Linked DNA regions of Mus musculus: regions 2, 3, 4, 5, 6 and 7 are each linked to region 1. The links are chromatin contacts, called in public HiChIP or PLAC-seq and promoter capture Hi-C maps. All regions are on one chromosome and are shown on one strand. The core of a region is the stretch at or near the end of the contact, and the rest is flanking DNA. Distances in the headings are between cores, read along the strand shown. Region 1 holds the start of Zfp637 (zinc finger protein 637). Region 2 has its middle 100 kb from the start of Gm36873. Region 3 has its middle 170 kb from the start of Gm36873. Region 4 has its middle 81 kb from the start of 2810048H02Rik. Region 5 holds the start of Ankrd26 (ankyrin repeat domain 26). Region 6 holds the start of Zfp9 (zinc finger protein 9). Region 7 has its middle 51 kb from the start of Cxcl12.

The links. Promoter capture Hi-C pulls out the DNA fragments that hold promoters and counts their contacts. HiChIP or PLAC-seq counts read pairs in DNA pulled down with a chosen protein or histone mark.
Region 2: a contact with region 1 is called in a promoter capture Hi-C map of hippocampal neurons, with 4 times the contacts expected there. The contact joins the enhancer-like site here to the promoter of Zfp637 in region 1. A contact is called at or near these places in 7 of 39 promoter capture datasets (the 3T3-L1 cell line, embryonic stem cells, hippocampal neurons and 2 more), 1 of 484 Hi-C or Micro-C datasets (embryonic fibroblasts) and 1 of 115 datasets of contacts at active chromatin or transcription factors (the NIH/3T3 cell line).
Region 3: a contact with region 1 is called in a promoter capture Hi-C map of hippocampal neurons, with 6 times the contacts expected there. The contact joins the enhancer-like site here to the promoter of Zfp637 in region 1. A contact is called at or near these places in 9 of 39 promoter capture datasets (the 3T3-L1 cell line, the C10 cell line, cranial neural crest and 5 more), 3 of 484 Hi-C or Micro-C datasets (brown adipocytes, embryonic fibroblasts and nephron progenitors), 4 of 115 datasets of contacts at active chromatin or transcription factors (embryonic forebrain, embryonic limb bud, fibro-adipogenic progenitors and 1 more) and 2 of 9 other capture datasets (adipose tissue and embryonic stem cells).
Region 4: an H3K27ac HiChIP or PLAC-seq map of embryonic fibroblasts shows a contact between it and region 1, with 10 times the contacts expected there. The contact joins the enhancer-like site here to the promoter of Zfp637 in region 1. A contact is called at or near these places in 5 of 39 promoter capture datasets (the 3T3-L1 cell line, cranial neural crest, embryonic stem cells and 1 more), 1 of 484 Hi-C or Micro-C datasets (embryonic stem cells), 3 of 115 datasets of contacts at active chromatin or transcription factors (the NIH/3T3 cell line, craniofacial prominence and embryonic fibroblasts) and 2 of 9 other capture datasets (adipose tissue and embryonic stem cells).
Region 5: a contact with region 1 is called in a promoter capture Hi-C map of erythroid cells, with 8 times the contacts expected there. The contact joins the promoter of Ankrd26 here to the promoter of Zfp637 in region 1. A contact is called at or near these places in 5 of 39 promoter capture datasets (the C10 cell line, erythroid cells, liver and 1 more), 1 of 484 Hi-C or Micro-C datasets (memory CD8 T cells) and 1 of 115 datasets of contacts at active chromatin or transcription factors (pancreatic cancer cells).
Region 6: a contact with region 1 is called in a promoter capture Hi-C map of liver, with 2.8 times the contacts expected there. The contact joins the promoter of Zfp9 here to the promoter of Zfp637 in region 1. A contact is called at or near these places in 3 of 39 promoter capture datasets (the 3T3-L1 cell line, liver and pre-B cells), 1 of 484 Hi-C or Micro-C datasets (muscle stem cells) and 2 of 9 other capture datasets (liver and pancreatic islet).
Region 7: an H3K27ac HiChIP or PLAC-seq map of acute myeloid leukemia shows a contact between it and region 1, with 11 times the contacts expected there. The contact joins the enhancer-like site here to the promoter of Zfp637 in region 1. A contact is called at or near these places in 5 of 39 promoter capture datasets (the 3T3-L1 cell line, the HPC-7 cell line, cranial neural crest and 2 more), 1 of 15 datasets of contacts at CTCF or cohesin (the NIH/3T3 cell line), 2 of 115 datasets of contacts at active chromatin or transcription factors (acute myeloid leukemia and embryonic forebrain) and 1 of 9 other capture datasets (embryonic stem cells).

Annotation. Positions count from the first base shown.
Region 1 is chr6:117,839,721-117,842,955 of GRCm38.p6, reverse strand. It overlaps Zfp637 (zinc finger protein 637), which reads right to left and starts at 1,775. Exons shown (of 3, transcript NM_177684.3): 1 at 1,688-1,775.
Region 2 is chr6:116,893,543-116,896,777 of GRCm38.p6, reverse strand. No RefSeq gene overlaps it. Among named protein-coding and RNA genes, the nearest start is that of Gm36873, 100 kb to the right of the region's middle. Within about 2 kb of position 1,512, at least 30 of the 459 cell types and tissues checked have an H3K27ac peak or open chromatin away from gene starts, as enhancers often do. A contact at or near this core is called in hippocampal neurons and liver, where this site is marked.
Region 3 is chr6:116,960,328-116,963,562 of GRCm38.p6, reverse strand. No RefSeq gene overlaps it. Among named protein-coding and RNA genes, the nearest start is that of Gm36873, 170 kb to the right of the region's middle. Within about 2 kb of position 1,477, at least 3 of the 459 cell types and tissues checked have an H3K27ac peak or open chromatin away from gene starts, as enhancers often do.
Region 4 is chr6:117,070,363-117,073,597 of GRCm38.p6, reverse strand. No RefSeq gene overlaps it. Among named protein-coding and RNA genes, the nearest start is that of 2810048H02Rik, 81 kb to the left of the region's middle. Within about 2 kb of position 1,512, at least 37 of the 459 cell types and tissues checked have an H3K27ac peak or open chromatin away from gene starts, as enhancers often do. A contact at or near this core is called in the NIH/3T3 cell line, adipose tissue and embryonic fibroblasts, where this site is marked.
Region 5 is chr6:118,560,605-118,563,839 of GRCm38.p6, reverse strand. It overlaps Ankrd26 (ankyrin repeat domain 26), which reads left to right and starts at 1,569. Exons shown (of 34, transcript NM_001081112.2): 1 at 1,569-2,027. The coding sequence starts at 1,783.
Region 6 is chr6:118,477,483-118,480,717 of GRCm38.p6, reverse strand. It overlaps Zfp9 (zinc finger protein 9), which reads left to right and starts at 1,445. Exons shown (of 6, transcript NM_011763.2): 1 at 1,445-1,512.
Region 7 is chr6:117,217,472-117,220,706 of GRCm38.p6, reverse strand. No RefSeq gene overlaps it. Among named protein-coding and RNA genes, the nearest start is that of Cxcl12, 51 kb to the right of the region's middle. Within about 2 kb of position 1,481, at least 30 of the 459 cell types and tissues checked have an H3K27ac peak or open chromatin away from gene starts, as enhancers often do. A contact at or near this core is called in acute myeloid leukemia, where this site is marked.

The DNA of each region.
Region 1 (3,235 bases), core at 526-3,025:
GAAGACAGCTACAGTGTACTTACATATAATCATAAATAAATGTTTGGGCAGGGTGGGCTGGGGTGGGGGTGGGGAAGATAGCAGGACTGACCAAACAGAAATGAATCTAGGAGCAAGGAGGCAGAGGGAAACAGATAGCAGAGAAGTAGGAGTGCCTACTGTACTGTTAGTCCCCAGGTAAGGGCCGCTCTGCTTGCATTTGGTCTTGATAAAAAATTGGGGTTCTCTACTTTCCAGGCAAGAAGTCAGCACACCAGCCTTCCTGACTGGTGTTAGGAAGAAATAGCTCCAGCTTTCCTTTTCAGCTCCCCTCAAGTTACAAGGACCTAACAAAGAAGGTCTTGTTACCTTCTGGTAATTCTTAGTAGGCTCTTAACCCAAACCACCACTCCCTCCCCCCACCCCCCATGGAATGCTTATTTAAGGATCAAATTCCTGAATCTGTACACTTTGTTTACATAGTGGTACAGTATAATCTTTGTTTCAGTATGTCTGGTCAAAATGCTGGATTCCTAGCTTAATGAATTAGCAATCTGATGGTACGATTTTCTATTTTATTAACCAAATAGCTAACCCTTCTATCCATTCAGTTATATAGCCTGATGTCAAGAAATCTTTGAAGGATTCACTTCCAACTTGGAACACAAGCTATAAAGGGGTCCCCTGTCATGCTGCAAATGCATTCACTTAGAGATATTATTGATTAAAAATAAAGCCAACAAAACTCCCCTGTGATTCACAAAGAAAAGCACATGGTAGCTACTCCCTGGGGCTGGACTTTTTTGTCTCTGGAGTGTCTAGAGAACATGGTTAAGTCAAAATGAGTGAACACGGTAGATACCTGAACTCCTCTACCTGCTAAGAAGTAGCCAACATGCCTCAGCTGTGTCTCCAGACTCCCTGATTAATAGCAGGACAACTGACAACAGGAAATTGTCAAGGAAGAACCTGTTCAAGTCAGAGCAATCAAATTCTTGAAGATATTGAAAGAGAGTGATTTCGTAACACAAAACGCTGCTTTTCCTATCAGAAATGTTACCACAGCTCAGAATTAGGCCCCGAGAGACTTGAATTTTTTGCCTTGTTTCCCTCGGTGTATGCCCTGTAGCAGAACAACCTAACAGCCCCGACTCCAGTTTCTTCTCTTAGTAAACAAGTTAACACTATCTCAATTAGCTAGCTCTCGGAAGAACTGAGGACCAGAAAGTGAGGGATCTCTTACATTTGAGACACGCCCTACAAATCCAAGACCTAAAATGGTGCTTTTTCAGGAGAGAGGGCTGGAGGACAGACAGGGTGATCTGTAGGGTTTGGGAAAAATCTAATGAGGCAATTTAACGTGCGATTAGGAGCTTTGGGTGAGGATGAATTCCCCCCACGCTGGACGCCACTCCCTGCTAGGCTCTCTCCCTAGGCGTGAACTCTGCTCTCCTGGCCTAGCTGGACCTTCCTGTGGCCCCTCCCACGCTCGCGGGGCCCCAGCCTCCCAGGGACCCCGACATTGCAGCAGGACCCTTCCGCAGCACACCGCGGCCCACCCGCTCTCCGACCAGCGCACCCTTGTCTGCGGTTGGCGATTTTGGCCCGGACGGCCAGCCTGGCCTGCTCACGCGCCCTGGCCGGAGCAGCAGGCTCAAGACACAGCCCCCTCTCTCGGGCGCACAGCCCCGGCCTCAGCAACACTCACCGCAGCGGCGCGCGCCCGCAGACAGACAAAGCCGGCGCCGAGCCCGTAGCAGCCGCTGCAACGCTGCGCGTCGCCGGACCACAACTCCCAGGAGCCCGCGCGCGCCCCGAGGCACTGTGGGAAGCGCCGCGACCGAGCTGCGGCAGAAACGCGGTGGCTGCTTCTGGTTGTTGGGGAGCGCCGTCCTGTGGAGGAGCGGTGGTTGAAGCTTGGGAATGCTTATGACGTTAAAACTGCAGAAGACTCAGGGTTCCCTATAGGAGCCGGGACCAAGTATTTCGGACAAAGAATCAGGAATACTCTCTGGTCCGTGTAATAAGTTTTTTTTCACCCAAAAGATGGACGAGGCACTGCAGGACTTCGGAGTTTAGGTACTACCCCGACTAGTTGTACGACCCAGGGCGCTCACTTGTGGGGAGCCCAGGTCCGACGGCTCCAGGACCCCATAGGGCACCTACGCGGGGCCCGGGAGACTTTCTGAGCCAAGGGAACTCGAGGGAACAGTATTCCCTGAGTGGACACTAACATTGTCTTCCTAACTGAAGAAGTTAATGACACAAGGGTTGAGATTTGAACACTCTAAAATTAGTTATTAGAGATGGGAGAGTAGCCCTTTTGGTCCTGAGAGGGGCGTGGATGAAATTGAGCATCCATTCAATAAAATCTCTTTTAAGATGCCTTAAACGTCCATCGACTGCATTTATTTATATGCATTTCTAATAGCCTTTTTTTTTTTTTTTTTTTTTTTTTGGTTTTTCGAGACAGGGTTTCTCTATATAGCCCTGGCCATCCTGGAACTCACTCTGTAGACCAGGCTGGCCTCGAACTCAGAAATCCGCCTGCCTCTGCCTCCCAAGTGCTGGGATTAAAGGCGTGCACCACCACTGCCTGCCTCTAATAGCTTTTCTAAAGGACATTAGTCTCACCCTGGAGCCCTGACTTGACTTCTTTCGTAGTGAGCCTCCCCCAGAGTCTTCCCTTGGTAGATTTAGCTATCCTATTGAATGAAAGAGACCATAAGAAATGTTCCTCTTGCAGTGCCCTTGTTCCTTTCCCAGAATTACATGTGTCAGACTGGATGAAATATTTGACTTCACAGGACATCTCTGTTCTGTGAGACCAGATGTGGGATTAGGACAAGTTTTAGTTGACAAAGCATCGGTAGGAAAAGGGGGCCATCAGGGGAGACAAGAACTCATGTTTCCTTCATAAATCTGCAAAGATTCTCTTAACAGCCTTGAGGACTTGGGTACACGTATTTTTTGGGAAAAAAAGATCCCATTTTGTTTAGTGTGTGGATGTGAGGGGTGTCTTGCTGTGCCTGTGGAGGTCAGAGAATCATTAGTATGAGTGGGCTCACCCTTTCCTACAGGGAATCGAACTCAGGTCATCAGACTTGGCAGCAGGCACTATTACCTACACACCATCTTACTGGCCCAGATCCATTTGATAGAGTGGTTACGATTGGGGTTGAAAGATCAGAGTCCCTAGACACATGGTTCTTGCCAAGATCTTAAATGGGGCATAGTCCTCAGCCACCACCTGCAT
Region 2 (3,235 bases), core at 263-2,762, 950 kb after region 1:
AAAATTATCACAATATTAAAATCAAAATGTAAATTGTAAACGAAGAGATGAGGATAATGTTCCTTGGTCACCTCTGAACTCTGAACTTTGTACTCTGTTGCTACAACGGGTATAAACAGCAACCATACATAATTCTCATCTAATTGACAATTGCTCGTTGGTCCAAAGCACACTGTGGTGTTATGAGCAGCTCAGAAACCTTGACATCTTCATTTTAATGAGCTGGATGTCCAGAATGATGCTACTGTAAGCAGATAGTTGGCAATCAGTGTCATGGCCAGTGCAAGGCACACAATATTCCGCACAGGGTTTTTCCCAGGTTCTCATGGAAGAGTTCCAGAAATGGAGGAATTTGTTTTAGCAAACATGGAACTGATATTTGGGCCAGCCAGGATGAACCATAGCTACTTTAGCATGATCAATATTATCTAAGCAGATATTTGCTAGCAAGGGCTCCTCTGATTGTTATCTATTCCCTTCTACTGCTCCCTTGGTATGTGTAAATACATAGCCTAGGAGAGTTTCACAGTAAACATGCAAGAGCGTTCTCTTCTGAATCCCTCGGTTCCATGGCAGTTGGCTCAAGTCATGACTTTCTTCTGATTAATATTATTTTCCACTTGATAACAGTGGCTTAACTGTACAATGGAATATATGACATTTGAAAAGTTCCTAAAATTGCCTTGAAATTATTTTACAAATAAACCTGGACTCAAAAATGAAAAATAAACCTCATTGTTAGGGGAAACCCCTCCACGTTACTTAAATTATAACTGGAAAAGCTATTAGTGACTCTAAGGTCACTTTACTTCTGACGTTAGCTGGTGTTTTCTCACTTACGTATACTTTCATGCTTTTGAAACAGGACGTGTAAAAGGAATATGAGTCATATATTAAGCAGTCTAACTATGGGATATTTGTAAATTTATGCACAATGGAAGCTTTATGTATTTATTTTTGCAATCTGAAACTCATTAGTATATGAAGTGCTTGACATTAGTTTAGTTAAGGATGATATATGTATCACAATCCGAAATTCCTGAACGATTTCTTCCCAAATTACCTGACAGTCCTAAATTCACACCTTGAAGCAAGATGATTTCAATCTGAGTAGGGTGGCGAATCTACCCCATTGTCCTAAGCAGTCAACCATGACATGTGGCTCAGCACCATTAATAAATCCAAGACCCCAGTTTCTCATGCCACTTTGAAATTCTCTGCAAGTTCAATTTTACGAAAAGAGATATATTCCAGATTTTCATTTTTTGAAGTAGACTCCCTCGTACATTTACAGAGAACACTGCCAAGAAACTGAGTTCTAATGAAATGTCATCCTGAGGGGCCAGGCTTGCTTTGGGAAATGTCCACTGAAAGGATGCGTTCAGAGGAATTCAGACATCTTTAGATCTCTGGCTCTCGTCCAAGTTGCACACAAGCCCATTTGGCACCAGCCTCACTGCGGCTTTCCCACAAGGCTCTGGATGGGTTCCAGGAGCTCAGTTAGGCTCCACTCTCATAGGATTCTGCACAATAAAGAGGAATCACAAAGCAGTCAGGCCTCAGGCTCTAGCCTCAGAGGAGACCCTGAAGACCCAAAGGAACAAGCTGCCATCCGGGACTCTAGAAGCTACAACAAAGGTACCTTTGCTCTCAACCACAGGAAGGAAGTATCAGCTGTACTTGGTTGTTCACACTGCCCAAAGCTCCGCAAATGTCATGATTGAGGATGGGCAGCAAATCTAGAAACAGAACATGTTCATGATTGTTCACAGGACAAAAGGAATCCATAGAAAGGTGTGTGATCATCACCTGCAAAGTCGTGGTCCAAAGGACACTTGACTTCTGTGTCTTTGACCAGCCAGTGGTGCATACTCTTAGCACCTTTTTAGTACATATGTGACTAAGCTTCTTCATCTGTACAAAAGTGCACTGGACAAAGTGGTCTAAGCCAGACATTGCTTGTATTTAAGAGCAGTGGTGGGTGAGCAGGGCCATGCTTCCAGCTGCTATTTCAATTCCAAATCACAAGATAGTAGTACATAGATAGAAATAGAGACCAGTACTGTCTCTCTGACTCCACTACATCTTCCCTTCTCTTCAAGAAAGTGAGTTGGAGCTCTTTTTGGTGCTGCCGTGTTTGAGGTGCTGGGATCAATTGTAGAGTCTCCTGCGTGTCAGGTGAACACTACAACCAATGACACCCTAGCCTTAAACTGCGGTTTGTAGGCCATTTCTACCTATTAGGCATGGGTCTCCAAGAATGTAAGTTTACTCCAAAATGTAGGTAAACAGAAAAAGGACAGGGTGCCCTGTTTACTCTTCAAAGTCAATCATTGCAAAACACAAAGCCATTACCAAATAATGACAGAAAAGCAAGATGTCCCAGAACACAAGCAAAATATACACATACACATACACACTCACATGCACACACACACACACACACACACATACACATATATAGCAAAAACAAAAACAGGGAGGTAATGAAGATATAGACGGTCAATCAGCACGTAGTCAGCCTGAGTACTCACCAGAATGTTCTGTCACTGTATTATCAGAGATTTGAAAGGAACCAACCAGCAAGTTCAGACTGCCATCTGCCTCTGCCTTTGGTTTTTAAGAGGAAGTTGGGACACAGAAACACCTTTAAGTGCATCAAGTCCTGTGACTCAGAAATTCAAAATGCATTCTGAGGAGACAATCCGAAGTAGACATAAGTCTTATGTGATGATGTTCACAATAATAAAAACAAATCATTTAAATGGTCAGATTTATTATGGTAAACTCAAATGTTGCCTCCAAGGCTTCTGTTTTTGAAAGACAATACTGGAACTAGTACAGTGAAAACTCCATACAGCAGATAGAGCCATCTGGGCAGCATGGTTCCCTGTGAAACCTTAATACAGCAAATAGAATAATCTAGGCATCATGATTCCCAAACATGTGATCATAAAATAAATATTAATCTATAATTTTATTTTATTCTAGTCTATAGATGTCCATCAATAAATGTGCATTACTGATATTTTATAAGAATAAACATTTTCAAATGAATTAGGACTGGAAAAGCCTTTGGCGACATGTATTCCATATAGATATGCTCCCAGTCTGAATTCTCCTCCTAGACGTACACACTACAAAAATGCACTGCATATGTTCACCAAACTTCGTATGCTAAGACATTCACAGGAGGCTGGCTTATATTAGACCAAAGCTGGAAACCCTCCAAATG
Region 3 (3,235 bases), core at 228-2,727, 880 kb after region 1:
AATTTAAAAAATTTAAATTTAGCTCCACTATAAGATGATAATTTAGTATCTCAATATGAAATATATTTTATTTTTATTGGGAATGAAACTTGCATATTTAAAATATGTTAGTGTTTTAAATGTTTTTTTTTTTTTCTGGTGACATAAAAGTTTAGAAAGGCAAACACTGTAATAAAACAAAAAGCCACATTCCAGTTAGGAAGACCTGAGAGAGACAGTCTCCCTTTCTGTCAGAGCCGTTTCCCACCCACGTCAGATGTGTGAGTAGAGGTCCCTTTGATAAGGCAGGCAGTTGGCCTTCTCTCTTTCCTCAAGCGGCCCAGGAAAGGACCGCCAAGTCCAAACGTAACCGCAAATCAACGCTTCCCTGCACTTCAACCTCGAGAAACCACGACAGGGAAGGGAGCGAGGCAGGCAGATGCTCCTCTTAAAGGGATTGGACAGTGTGCCTTTGCTGTGCAGTAACGAACAAGAGAACATTTGTAACCACAAGGGCCACGGAATCTCACCCAAGCCATCTAGAAGCCATCAGTTGAGCCTAGTCGCTGTCACTGGCAGAGGTGGTAGATGCTTTTCTTTCCAACACTGCTGAGGAACGTATACTGTAGGGAGAGTTTGATGCTGTCCCATAAAATACCTGGTTCTCCATTTTCTTACCTTAGTTTTCGCTCCGATTTTACACAACATAAATGGCGATGAACCAATCATTGAATTCGTTTCAAATACCTTTAAAAAAATCTTTTAGTGATCTTTTTCAGCTTAACTGTTATGATTAACACCTGTTTCTCTTTCTGATTTCCTTACTTATAAAGATGCAGTAGCTGTGAGATTTCTGTCCTTACATTTTCCTTTACCTCTTTAAACATGATCTTGAATCCTCTAGCAGAAAACGAATTGAAGTCTTTATATGCTCAGAGAAGTGTGCTCGCAGTACTTATATTCCACTTCCGTTCACTGTTTTTATACATTTTTACAAACTTCTTGGCTCTTTTTATCTCCCTCTTCACATCTTATACTTATTTTGTTATTGGATATTGGAATGTTTAATGATATATCAAAAGAGCTATGAAGCTTTCTGCCTTGAGAGTTTCTGTAGTTGTTTATTAACCAGTCTGGAATTGTCTGCAGACAGGCTCCCTGACATTATATGGCCCCTGATGCCATATAATGGGGGGCTAGTCCACCCCCGCCCTTCCCCATCTGAATAGTAGGGAGGGTCTGTGCTCGGAAAAATGTTAAAGCGTGGGGGACTTCCAATCTCTGTGGATGGATGTACAGGAGGAGTTGCACCTTTGGGACTGGCCAGGTACCAGAAGGACCCTGGCCTGTATTTCTCCTGGGCTTTCTAGTGTCTTCTGTCTGCACATAGCATTTCCAGTTTTACATGAGAGTGTACTGAGCCTTTGAAAGTCTTCTATGGCTTTCTAATTGCCAAAATATCTCCCTGAAATTCCAGGCTGTTCTGCCAGGAATTGCTACCTGGACCAATAGTGCCAGGCTAACACTCTTCTGGGCCACTCCTTTCCTGTTTCGATCTTTATTTTGTTAAAAACACCATTGGCCATTCATTTTCACCCCCAAATCTAATTAAAGTCCCTAGCCCCTACAGCAGCAAATCTTCTGGTGTTCATGGCCAGCACTGCCCTGGTAAGTCCACACACTGAGCAGCCCTAGCAACTTCCAGCTGCAGGAGCCCCTGTTTGTGCTCAGGTTTCCAGTGGAACTTCATGCTGATTTGCTTTAAGTCTCTCTCCTCCTCCCCTCCTCTCCCTGCTCCTGCTCCCTTTCTCTCTCCCTCTTCCCCCACCCCCTCTCCCTGAGACAGGGTTTTGCTGTCCTGAACTCACAGAGATCTGTTTGCCCCTACTGGGACTGAAGGCATGTGCCAACACGGCCTGGCATCAGTCACTCTCCAGAGACTAAAATGCTCATTGTTGATAATTTTGTTTAATTTTAGACCTGTCTGTTTAAGGTATAACTATTGTTGTTTTTTGCTTGTTTTTGCTATCATTCTCTTGACCCTAGCCAGAAATGCAACCTGCTTTTAACTAAGGTACAGGTAAATTAATATATTTTCTTTTATATTCTTTTTAATGTTGCAGTTTTCTACAAAAATAAAAAAAAAAAAATAACCTTTTCTGGGCTGGAAAGAGAGCTTTCTAGTTTCCCAGAGGATCCGAGTTCAGATCCCAGCACCCACTAATGGCTAATATATGCTTGTAACTCCTGTTCCAGGGGATCCAATGCCATGTTCTGGATTCTGAACACGAACACACACACATGAGTACTGACACAGATACACATGCACACATACATACAAATACACACACGCATGTATGCATGAATGCAATGCATATAAATACACATACATACAAACAAAATTAAATATTATCTTAATTAAAAAATATTTTCCCTCCCTTTCTTAGCTCCAAATATTTTCTCTTAAATTTGCTTATTTAGCTTTTAATTCACTTGGAATTGAATATTTTGTACACCCTACTATAGGTTCTGTTTTTTTCTTTTTCCTTATGTAAAGATTACATACATTTCTAATCCAAATCAGAAGGACACTATTTTGAGATAACCACAATTTTTAATATGTTAAAAAGGGGATGTGATACAGACTAAATGAGAATTCATGTACTTTATGATGTGGGAAAAAGCTCTTGACAAGGCCCCTGGGCCACGAGGACAGGCAGTTTTGTGGCCCAGGTCAGTCATATACCTCGTAGTTAAAAATAGCTAGGGATGGGGATTCCCCAAGAGTCAGTGTTTTCTTTTCCTCCTTTGATTGCCCCAGTGACCCCCAACCAAGGGCTCTAACCCTAGAATGTTCGTCAGTCTTGATGAGGTAGATTATGGGTACCAAAGTCAGCTTAGTTTTATTTAAGCTAAACCCCAAATCCACAGTATGTGCTTGACAAACCCTTTCCTGGTTTTTTGGAAGTGCCTGACTTTAAGCACTTGCTATTCCCTTGCTTGCAGTTTCTATCTTGCTGCCTCTGTCTCACCCCATGTCAGTCCACCCGATTAAATCAGACAGAAGTTTTGAAGATTCCAGAGGCATTTAGAGCACACCATCTTCTATCTGTGTCTATTGTGTCACTAACATCTATACCCACTTCAGCTCAGGCCAGTGGCGCTCACGCTCACACCAGTCACTCAACATGACTTTGGACACTGTCAAAAGTGTAAAGTCAGAAATAAAAACAAAAAGCTAACACTCTACTGCTCT
Region 4 (3,235 bases), core at 263-2,762, 770 kb after region 1:
GTTTCTTTCATTGGTAACTTTTACCGTTTAGCCATAAACTTTGTGCATATTCTGTTGATTAATTGTTTTGTAAGCATTTGTAGAAGGTGGCATATTTTTAATTTTGATTTCTATGTGTTTGATGTGGAAGTATAGTCTTTGTATGTTTATCTTATATACTGTAACCATGACAAAGTCCATTGTTGTCATTCTAGAAGTATTTTTGGCAATGGTAAGGGATGGGTTTCTGGAGACAATTCACACCATATGAGATTTTTATTTCACTGGCTGGAAGAATGGAGAGGTAGGAACTGCCCTGTCCTGTCTACTCACAGGGACAGCAGGCTGTCTTCACTGTCAGGCATAATGTGAGCTGGCTTCTATATCAGATCGATCAGGCTGAACACGTTCTTCTGTTCTTTGAGAATTTTTTTTTACATCTAATGTGTTAGTATTTTCTAAATTCTCACACAAAAAAATTCTCTACTTTATCCTCTTGTAATATATTTGTATTGACATTTGTATTGTTTATGCAATATATTTGTATGGTTGTATTATCTGTAGTATGTGTTGATCGATCATATGTATGTGTTTATTTGCCTTGCTTTTGAATGAGTAGTTGTCTCATGCACATGTGTTCTTGTCAGTCTTGCTTTGCTCACTTCAAACAATATCCACGACAAGCATAATAACAAGGTGGAGATTTTCCCACCATTTCCTGGTGCTTCTGATGGGTCTATTTGTGACTGGACCTGGGCTTATTGTATCACTTATTTACTGACAGCATGTGGTCACTCTAGTTTTTCTCAATTACAAGCAGCAATAGCCCATTGTGAGTAGACTTGTAACTACACTGACATTTAAGAAAAATTTTATTATCTTTGGGATGGAAGAGCAAAACCCAAGAGATTTTCTATCTCCCCAGAGCTCTCTTTTGATCCTGAGACGAGCTTAGATTTTAGCCTTAATGTATGCACTACCTGCATTGGCAGTGTGTTTTTGGAGTAGTCTGTTCAAGTTAAATTAACCTCACAGAACAGTTTTTAACAGTTCTACTATAATAGAAGCCCACAGTGCATCATCCAGTAAGTTCTAGGCATTGTTTTAATTACTTGTTTCACAACAAGCCAATGAGGTAATGATCGAGACTCAAGTTACAGACAGTGGCTGAGAAGGATGTAGACACAGTCTGTGTGCGAGCTTTGACTTGCCCGCTGGAGAAACTCAACATTTTCCTTTTATTATTCTCCTTCTGTCTGAACTGGAAATAAAACTGTCTGCTTCTCAAGATGCTTCAAAGAACAAACGATGTAACAGCTCTGATGGCGTTTTTAAAGCACAACTAGCAAATAATATATTCACCATTTCAATCATTTTACTTTTCTTCAGGGAAGATCATGAACACCGATGTCACTTCTCATCATGGTATCCAGCACGATCCGTCGAGTCACTCTCTCAGAAGGTGGGTGGTTAAGACCATTTATTTCCCAGTGACTCCATGAATCACTTTTTTCCCCCTTAGAGTTCTTGACGTCATCCTTTCTCCTCAGGAGGCTGCCTCTGACTGTTCACAGTCCCTGTGCTAGGATAACTGTTTCTCAAGTCTCCCTAGAAGTCTTTCATGATGATCTGCTAAACACATTCCTGACATCCTTTCTGCACAGCACCCACACTTCCAAGAAGCAAAGTCATGGGGATGGCGTTCAGAGTCCGCAAAAACTACATGTAGAGAGGACAACGCTGATAGCCCATTGGTGGGAATTGGGAGTGCAATTCCCTGTCTTCACTTTTTCTGTATCAGTGATGCACTAAGTGTCTGTTGATTTCCACCCTGAGTGAGTCAGATGGCAGCCGGAGAGGCTATTGTTAGAGGAGATAAGTAAAGCTGCCTGAAGCACAACTTTAATTAATTCAGCATTAATTCTACATTAAATATTGAGAATAATGAGTGTTCCCCAGATGTCATTGTCAAGTGTAGGAGAAACAACAAACGTGTCAACTTAAGCAAGTTACTGGGCAAAAAAGTAGGGGAAAGGTTTGTCTCAATCGGAACAATCTGTTACTACTCTCTGTTGCCCAGAGAGACAAATGTTCAAGTGACGCCCACGCAACATCAGTTTGGCGCTCAGCATCCCATCCTCGCTGTGACAGCCCTGCAGATGGTCTGTGAGTAAACATGGCTCATCACATCCTTGTTTTAGGAGGTCAGCTCTCCTCCTCACTCACTCCATTTTTGCCAAGTGACTTTTATTTTGTGGTTGTTGCTTTTGAATGGGAGTCAAAATAAGTAAATCAATACTGCTCTTCTTTTGTAGCTGCCAGCTCTGACTTTCTCCAAGCATGCATGGGCTTCACCCAGTGGACAGGCATAGAGCAGGCTGCATGGGTCCAAGCACCCATAGGTTTAGCTCATGGAGATCAGATGCCATTAGGCTGCGAGCTGTTTAAGCTCCAGGCTCCCACCGTGTCCTCATCATGTTTGCTTGTACAGCAGGCACACACGGTCTTGTGTGCTTCCAGGAAATTTCTTTCCTAAATGAAATTCTATTCAGTTTTCAACATGTATACTCTTGTGTTATTATTAAATATCCTCTGACAAGTCAATTTCCTGAATATTCTTACTGTCTGTCATATGTACAAAGAAGAGAAGCCTATAATGGGGTAGCCTATCGTTTTAGTCTCACTTTACTTTTTCTCTTTTTACAGTTCTATTATCTTGGGAGCTTGAGTGATTGAATTTCCTGCCTTTGCAAAGGATCTGAGTTTGGTTCCCACTACCCACATGGTGGTCCCCAACCACCTAGAACTCCAGTTTCTGGAGATCCAGTGCCCTCTCTGGCATCTGAGGAATTGTATGAACATACTGTACACCCATAGATGCTAGCAGAACAGCCACACACATAAAAGAAAATAAATAACTAAAAAATCATATCTAATCCAGTGTGAGCACTAGGTAAATACAGTATTGATGAGACATGGCAAGACAAATGTCCAGAACTGATAGATAGCACTCAAAGGAAAAAAAATGCCAGTTTTGAACCTGGCAACATTCTTCAGAATTTTCCAGAGACTAAAAATTTTAGGCTATTATGGTATTGTTCTTAGACACAGGAAGGGCGTGTCACATGAAATTCATGCCATATTTAATGAAAGGATAGAAAAGAACTTAGACGGGTAGAGGGTGAGCCTGGCTTTAGATGGTGCCTTTACAAGTGGCACACGGAATCCACTAAGGCTTTTTTTAGAACATGGTGGT
Region 5 (3,235 bases), core at 320-2,819, 720 kb before region 1:
ATGCAGAGAATAACTAGCTAATAGTTAAATGGACCCAGAGCAAAGCCCAGAGCAGTGTGATAGAGAGACAGAAAGCAGGGGCAGTGGTCTACACCCAAAACACCAGCTTTCCAAAGCGGAGGCAGGAGAATCATTAAGGTTCAAGGGTAGCATAGGCTAGAGTGAGATTCTGTTTTACACACACACACACAGAGGCACACATGCACACACATGCGCGCACACACACACAAAGATAAAATTAGCAATAGAATTTATTTCAATTTTTATTACAAAAGATATAGTCAAATCAAAAACCTGTGGAATCATTCCATTGAGTACAGCATGTATTACAGATCCACACTGCAGAAGTGGGATTCCTGTGGGTTGGGGAGCAGGGGGAGGGGGTAGGATAGGAAAGCTGATAACATTCGAAATGTAAAGAAAATATCTAATAAAAAATTAAAAATTAAAAAAAAAAAGAAGCTGTACCATAGGAACTGACTGATCTGAACTACTGCCGTAGCAAGTTTTGAACGTTGCAAGTCCAGAAGCAAATCACATTGAGCCATCGTGTTCTCCTGTGCGTGGGACCTAGCTTCTTTATGTCCAGGAGGTAAAGCCTTTGGAATGTCCACTGGGACTCCTAGCTTCCATCAGCCAAAGGGGGTAAGAAATTCATCAACTGCCATCTGAGGGGTGTTAACACAAAACCCACTTACCTGACGTACCCACCGACGTATCTGAAAAGTGGGTTGATTTGTTGTCGTTTCTATTAAAATTGGAACATGAAACAGGATTTGAGGTAGCCTGAATTTGAGGTAGTTCCTGCGGCCACTGGAGGTCCTATTAGGCACGAACGGTATTTTATTCCCTTTGAGGTGAGTTGTGGCTTTAGATTGACAAAATTTATTAACAATTTAAAACGTCAAGGTGAACACTTACACTGGAAAACTGCTTACTAAGTATTACTTTTTCCAGGTCCAAAACCAAAAATTTACACACATCATATCGTTTCATTCAGATCCCAAATGCAGACAACCTTTTCTTCTTACCTCCCATCAGCTTGTCTAACTCATATACTGACTCTTTAGGCTGTGAAACACGATCATTTATTGCACTAATTCCCAAACTACTTAGCTTAACAAAATCTCTTCCCTTACTCTTCCACGCCACGATTCCATCCATGCTGTTTGTAGTTTACTTTTTGATTATCGCCTACCTAGAGTCCAATAGGTTTGCTCCCCAACAGGTTTAACTGCCACTGAAACACAAGGCCAAAGCTAAGCAGGGAGGCCGGACTCCAGAAGGTTCTGCGCCCATCTGCCAGGCGCCCTCAATGCCCGCAGTCCTGGAGTACTGGGTCTGGGTTCCACGCTGCTGAGCGACCCCCATTCCTGTTGAAGCCTTGCAGCGATCACGCCCAAACCGAGGCTAACCCGGGCCTCTGGAAACAACACACTGCCCACCTCCGCCTTAAACCCCGGGTTAGAGAACCCGCTAGGTTGCAGCGCCCTGACCTCCTGAACAGCAAAGAAGGCGGAGCCTGGCCGTGCGCACGCGTGCTGGGCACTGGTCGCTGCTGGGCCTGTGTGAGCATGCGCGGCAGCAAGAAGGCGCGGGTTGCTAGTTTGCAGCTCGGCTTGGCGATTATTGTGCTTTAAAAACCTGCCGGGCCATGCAGCGTCTTTCCCGGTGGGATCCCGTGCGTCTAGGCCGGCTTTTCAATAAGTGCCCTAGCTGCGTTGTGTTGTCAGCCAACGTTGCGCGGGGAAGAAGGTGCCTGTGAGGGGCGTACCCTCTGCCATGAAGAAGATTTTTGGCTTCAGGAGTAAGGGCCCATCGCCCTTAGGCCCCTCTGCCCGCCCGCGCAGCAACTGCGTGGGCTTTGGACGCGAGAGTGCTAGTGGCTCCCACGTGCCCAGGTACCATATTCACGACAAGGATATGGGCAAGATCCACAAGGCTGCAAGCGTGGGAGATGTAGCCAAAGTGCAGCATATCCTTATCCTTGGAAAAAGTGGCGTGAACGATAGAGACAAGAAGGACAGGTAATAAATGGCCCGCCAGTTAGCGGGGCGGGACGAAGCTGGTGGGGGAGCGTGCACCTACCTTGTCTGGCTTTGGGGCTGGAAGACAGAGAGTCTATCTTTCATTAAGGAAGCTTGACTCTTCCCACCTGGCTTTGAATGCCTAAGTCTTAGTGGGGTCTAAGCCCTGACCTGTATGAACAGCAAGGACAGCAACAAAAAACACTTCAGCTGGTTTCTGATCCACTGACAGTTCCCTTCACTGGCAATGTAAAGCGAGTTAACTAACATTTTAACTTTCTGCATACATATAAGAAAGTTTTATGTTGTAGAAATACATAATAGGAGAAATGTTTCTGTTCAAGGTTAAAAATTCTTCCACTAACATACAGGATCCATCTTATCACTGCCGTACACCTGTGTGAATGGTTTTGGTTGGTTGGTTTGTTTTTACTGCATTTTGAAGTGGGAAAATAGTTCCATATTCTCGAGTCAAAGATTGGTAATTCCCAGAACTCGAACTCTGAATATCCTGATCAATTTAACGTAAGCCAAACCCGACCGTCAGCGTTTTAACAATTTTGAGTTTCTTATGTTGCTTTTGATTTTGTGATGAGACGAGAAAAAAAAAACTTTCTAAAGGATAAAACTACTAGTTTTCACAAGTCAGTCGTTTACTAGCAGCCAAAGAGACACAGCAGTGAGCAGGGTGGAATAGAAAACCCAGAACATATCCAATCAAGTATATGTAAGAATTTAGATATTGCTGGGCAGTGGTGGCTCATGCCTTTAATCCCAGCACTTGGGAGGCAGAGGCAGGTGGATTTCTGAGTTCGGGGCCAGCCTGGTCTACAGAGTGAGCTCCGTGACAACCAAGGCTACACAGAGAAATCCTGTCTCAAAAAACAAAACAAAACGAAAAAACCAACCAACCAAACAAACAAACAAAAAAACCAAAAAAGAATTTAGAAGTTGATTCTGGTGACACCCCAGTTAGTAGGGAACAAACACTTAGGAATGAAATGGTTGTTGACTTGTTTGGAGAAAACTAGCAACATTTCTATGTCACTAAAATAAATCCCTGATAGAATATAAGTTAAACACTAAAAGAAAACACAGTGAGAAAAGTACCAAAACAAAACAAAGAGATGAGGAACGACTGCAGAACCACTGTGTGTGTGAGTGTGTGTGAGTGTGTGTGTACACACCCGTGTATGTATCCGTGTATT
Region 6 (3,235 bases), core at 196-2,695, 640 kb before region 1:
TTCCGCCAGTGTGTGTGAGTGTCCTCATTGATGACTTCTTCTGTTCTATTACTCTGAAGGCTCTGTGAAGGGACCAAAGAGATGGGGCAGAGGTGACGAGTGCTGGGTCCACTTCCAGAGGACCAGGGGTTCATTTCCCAGTGCCACATTATGGCTCACGACTGATCGTCACTCCAGTTCCAAGGGATCAGATGCCCCCTTCTGGCTTCATCATGCATGTCTCCCACATGATACACAGACATGCAGGCCCAAACCCATATACACAAAATAAAACAGCCCCGGGAAGCAGCTTGCACGTTGGAAAAGGAAATTTGGGGTGCCCTAAGTCTATGTTCCAGGACCATCATTATGTTCAGTTCACAATAACCCCTTAGAGTTATCCCCTTAGAGGCAAGAGCTGTGTTTCTGTGCCAACAATACCTTTATCCTGAACCTTGCAGGCTGTTTGGTCCCCTTGTCTCTTAAGTTGGCCTTTTGAGGACCAGTCAATGAGTCTGAGTCCTTATGGCTGCCCGGGGCTCAGTCGTTGATCTTAAAAGCTCTGGCACCATATATGCTATATGTATACATTTATGTGTAAAAATTGTAACTTTCGTATGAAGAATGTAATATTTCCATATTTCTAAGGTTAGTACAGTGCGGACTAAAGTTATGGCCAAGGACATATACAAGTTGTTTTACATATTCAGGACATCGTTCTTAGTGAGAGGATAAGAATGGCATTCTGCATCGGTAGGATACAACTTTAAAAATTTGGCCAGGGGGAGGCGGGGACTAACATGTAGGGCACTTTACTTGGTGTATTCTTTTGGTTTATATATACTGTACATATTTTTTTAGTTTCTCGCGTTTCGTGTTATCGTTTACATAGTTTTGAAAGGTAGTAATCCTAAGACAAAATTGCAAGCTCCTTGGATGTAAACTTCAAGTATTTAAGCTACCCCACCGTACACACTGCGCACCCTCTGACGGCCTTCTGTCTAACTCCGCAGGGTGCCCATTGCTTGTTCAATCATCCCCTTAAAGATCAGGCCTTAGGGAAGCAGCGCAGCGCTCAACAGTGAGGTACTCAGAGCCAAACTTCATAACGTGATCACACACGGAGTCATCGCGGAGGCTTCTGGAAAGCGTAGTCCAGAAAGGAGGGCCGTTAGGCGCATGGGCAGAGCCCTCGCCTGTCAGCTGAGGAACTTTTGTCCTTCGTCTTGCGGGGGACACCGAGCCCCGCGGCATCCCCCGATTTGAGGGGTTCTCCGATTGCGGCGGGCGGGCGGGCGAGCGAGCACGCGATCCTGTGGGGCGGCGGCGGGAGGAGCGCGCTGGGCGGGCTGAGGAGGGGAGGGGAGGGGAGGGAAGGGGAGGGGAGAGGAGGGGACATCAGCGGGAGGCAGGCGGGTCTGAGCCACCGCCCGGGTGACGTGGCACCCACTCGCCTTGTCCTCCCGCCACGTCGGCGTCCTCCCGCTTCTCAGCCATCCCCGGGCATCTGCAGCGGAGGCCGCTGTCACCGAGGTGAGAATCGCTCAGGGCGCACGGAGCAGGGCAGTCTTGCAGAGTGCTGTGGAACAAGCAGGGCGGGCTGCTGCTTTTCCAGCAGAGCCAGGTCCTTTCATCTGGGCCCCTCAAAGCTGTTCACAGAGGCTGTTTGGTTTACCCAGTACCTGCGGGTGGTCGTAATCCTCTATTGTTTAACTCTGCCGGGCTTGTCTCTTCCACGCAGTCCTGTCTGCGTCTGCTTTCCGTGCAGCCGCTGAGGACACAGCCTTGAAGCATACTTGATCATACCTGGAGTCTTCTATTCCTAAAACTCCTCCAGCCTCCTCTGGATCCCTTAGTGTGAGAGATTAATTAAGGCTCTCCCTCCCCATATCCCTCAGCTATCCTTTGTTAGACTGTTGAACAGTTATTTGGAAGTACAGTATTGCTTTTTAAAAAAAGGTCTTTCAGTATTAAATTTTCCTGAGAATCTGGGAATTATATACACTCACCCTCTAAGGGAATAGAAGTAAAACAGATTGGGGGTGGGGTGTCGATCTGGCCTTGGAGCTCCAGACTAGTTTGGAGCTGTTGAAACTCCTGCCTCAGCCTCCAGGATGCTGGGTTTACAGGTGTGTGCCACCCCGTCCAGCAGAGACAGATCTAAAAGATGAGAACTGTTGTTCATTTGTGTTCTCTGTTACGAAGGAGATTTCCTAAGGCTGATGATTGGCGCATTTGTATCTGGCCTTATACATTAGGCCTTTGGTATGCACCCGGCTGACTGGAATTAAGCATTTGGTTTTTTGTTTGTTTGTTTTTGTTTTTAATCTATATACACGATATACCTTTTTAGGGAATATGGTACTAAAACTGTTGTCTAATTAATTAATGACTTTATTTATGTATTTATTTGAAATAATGTCTCACTATGTAGTCCAAGCTGGTCTAGCTCTCGTTCTATAGCTTAAACCAGCCTTAATCTTGCTATCTGCCTGCCTCGGCCTTTACAGTGCTGGGGCTAGAAGTGTGCCTCACTCCATGTGGCTTCAAATTGCTATTTTTGAAGGTAATTTTGTTTCAAAGCTTCATTTGTTTCAAAGCTAGATTTGGCAGCCATGCAACAGTTCATTAAGATGTAATTTAATTTCACCCCACCCCCCTGTTTCAGCCTGTTTTGAGAGGCCAGTCAATTACAGGGATCTAAACCTGTTGTGTGGCTGTCAAGGCTTGACCGGAGGCTGCACAGAGGGTTATTCACCATGATTTAATTCCTTTCACTTTAAGAATAATAGCATTGAAACTAAGTCCCAATGCCGGTAGCAGACATAGCAACAGAACCAAAAGGAATCATATATAAGAGAAAATGGATCACATGTAAGGTTCTTGAAGAAGTGCTCCGTTTTCTTTTTGCTTTGAGAAACTGTAATTTAGGGAGAAGAAATGCCTGGTATTTGAAAGCTTTAAGATGACTTTCTAGCTTTGGAGGAATGTAATATTAACAGAAAAAAAATGTTACTTCCAATATAAACAGCCAAGGTCCCCTGTTTGCATATGTTACAGTTCCTTTGAAATGAATCTGTTCTTTGGTGTTTACAGGTTGGGTGCTTTTATCTTAGTCAGTAAGCAGACAGATGCTTTTCAAACAGACAGTAGAAATGTTTAGATTTAGTCAAAGACAAACACGCCCCAGGCTCATCAGGATGGGGAGAAGGCTCAATAGAGAGGCCAGTAGTACTTCATCCTGGTCCCTCTGATT
Region 7 (3,235 bases), core at 232-2,731, 620 kb after region 1:
AAAGGGCCTGCCTGGGCCTCAGAAAGCACCTGATGGCTGAGGGCTACCCCCTCACCAGTGAATGGAGATCTGTCCTGATGGTCAATTTGGTTTATAAATCTGTGCTTTTTAAAGAAAGCATTTGGGAGATTTTATGTATAAAACTCTTGAACAATTTACTCTGGGTAATTCATAAGGCCTAAAGTCCTATAAGACTGAGCTCAGGGACCTGGGCCTCTGCATTTCCTGCTCCCATCCCCTATTCAGGCACCCAGGCACCCTGGCAGCTATGTGCTCTGTCCTGTCTCTCCCCTCTGTTGGAGACTTCCTCTATACTCCAGAACTCTCGGGGGCCTCCTATGTAACAGAGGGACACATTCCTTAGATATCAATAAGCCGACTCTATCAACCACATTGGTGAGAATTCCCAGTAAAGAATGCAAAGAAACAGAAAGATCTGCTTATGTGCAGTGGACCCTTGAACTGGTTTTTTTAATGTTCTTTGCTGAATTGGAACAGCAGCCAGCTAGGAGTGGCCGGAAAGAGAATGGCATCTGTAGGGCTCCACATGGGGGCATGGAGCTGGGCAAGGGAGTGTTCTGCTTAGAGCCAAGGACCCTACAGGGGTGACAGAAGGTGACAGGGAAGGAAGAAGGGAGGATGCTGCGCGTGCACAGCCCCCACTGCTCTCCAGCCGCGCCCTTACTCTGACTCTTTGTGATTCACACAGTTTGAGACATGCAAGGCAGATCTTCAATCCATTTCTTAAGTGACCCAGAGTGCCTAAAAATGGGATTTTACAATATCATAAACTTAATGCCTGAATCCCAATTCTAAACTCCAAGCTGTGTTTTTCTCTATCTCACAGAAGGACAAAGAAGGAAAAGGCCAGAGAGCAGGCCATGACTCCATTCTTGGATCCTTGTGCCTACTAGGTGCACAACAAAGACCTTGATTGTGTTCTAAGGGTCTTGTACCTACTTTGTGCACAACAACTTTTGAATGAATACATGATGGATAACAACAAGAGATTTTTTAAAAGTAGCAAGTGCGTTATGCCAAGAATGTTTTCAATTTCCAGGTTCTGTCATTTATCTTAGTTTTTAAAACAGTCTGCATATGTGGCTTATGAAAGTCAGTGGTGCAGTTCAGAAACAGAGAAACTGCGTGACCCAGCCATGCTTTGCCAAAGGCAAAATGCAGAGTAGGTAGGTTGATACTATGGCAGGAAACCAGCCCTGTAACCCGACCCAGAGAGCTGTTTATGCTCTGACTCTTGAGCAATATGGCTCAGAGATTCAGAGAAATGTTGTGTTGTGAGTTTTTAGGGGGCAGTGAGGGTGGCTCTCACTCTTTCTCACTGGAGGGCCAAACCTCAATATCCAGTGCCTCACCAAACACTCTCCAAGCCTACCACTGCCCCCCCCTCCTGCTCTAGATGAGCCTTAGTCATACATGCACACACACACACACACACACACACACACACACACGCACAGTCTGCTCTCTCTTTGCAATAGGCTCAGCACACCACAGTAGGCAGATCTGCCTAGGTAGTCGCCTGCACCAGTACCAAGAACGGAGTGTCTCAAATCCATGTCAGAATCAGAATCACCTGGCAGGCTTGCAAAAACAGCATGCTGAGCCCAACTCTATTGGTTCGAATTTGAGAGGTCCAGATGGAGGCTAAGAAGCTGTGTGTGCTACTGATGCTGCTCAGTCAGAGATGAAAGACAAGAAAGGCATCAGGCTGGCACTGACACACTTTTATAGCCAGGTTTCATCCAGCTCTCTGTCCTTTATGCTCACCCAGCAGTCAGGGATCATGTGTGTGTTCCCAACCGCACACATCCTGTGTGTGCCTTGAATGCTTTCCTCTTGCACCTTTCTTCAGGCTCTGCACCCATCCTCAGACCCTTCCACACAGTGCAGACCTCACTGCTCAGATTTTCTCAGCTCCCTTAGCAGAATCCCCTGCCTTGCTTTTAAAGGGCTTACTAGTTTCTTTCTTCTGGTTTTGGGGGACAGGGTCGCACAGCGGCTCAGTAACAGGCTTTGGGCACTAGCGGGACTGCTTTCAGTTCCCCCTTCTTCAACTGGCAAGCTGTGTGAGCCAAGATGTGGGGGCCTTGGGATCTCCAGGCCTTGGTTCCCTCCTCTGTGTGAGGACAGAAATTCATATTGAATTTAAGACCTGTCTGTGTTTTGTTGTTGTTGTTGTTGTTGTTGTTATGTTGTTTCGATCCTTCCCTTTGAATGTGACTGGCTTTCAAGACTCACTGTAACAAACAGCATGCAGTAGAAATGACACTGTAATTCTGAGATGAGGTCAAGTAAGCCATGCAGTTTCTGCAGACTGCTTTATGATACTTCTACTTGATACTCAACTCCTCTCCATGAGTGAGCCAAGCACTACCTGAAGATACCACATAGGCAACTTCAGCCAGGGTCTCAATGGAGGACCCAGATGATGTCACATCCACACTAACTGAGGCTCAATGTGACTTCAGTCCTCATCACCTGTCTTACTCCACTATGTGTTGCTATAATGAAGTACCTGAGGTTGGGCTTTAACTAAGAAAGGAGGGTTGTTTATCTCTCAGTTTTGGAGTTTTGCAAATATAATACTTGCCTGGTACTACAGATCATGGGTAGAACATTTGCCCTGTATGTCCAAATTTCTGGGCTCCATCCCCAATAATTCAAATAATAAATAGTGATAGCTCAACTTCAGAATCTGCTTGAGTGTAGGAAAGGCTTGCTGGATACTTCAGGCCATGGTGGATGATGGGAACACATGACAAAACAGCAAGAAAGAGGGAGCCTGGAGCATGGCTGCCTTGTAGAAACTCATCCTTGTGAAAACCAACCATATGCCAGCAAGATTTTGTTGACAGGACCCTGATATAGCTGTCTCTTGTGAGGCTATGCCAGTGCCTGGCAAATACAGAAGGATGCTCACAGTCATTTATTGGATGGAACACAGGGCTCCCAATGTAGGAGCTAGAGAAAGTACCCAAGGAGCTAAATAAAGGGATCTGTAACCCTATAGGAAGAACAACAATATGAACTAACCAGTACTCCCCAGAACTATGTCTCTAGTTGTATATGTAACAGAGGATGGCCTAGTCAGCCATCAATGGGAGAAGAGGCCCTTGGTCTTGGGAAGATCATATGCCTCAGTACAGGGAAATGCCAGGGCCAGGAAGTGGGAGCGGGTGAGTTGGGGAGCAGGGCAGGGGGGCAGTATAGGGGG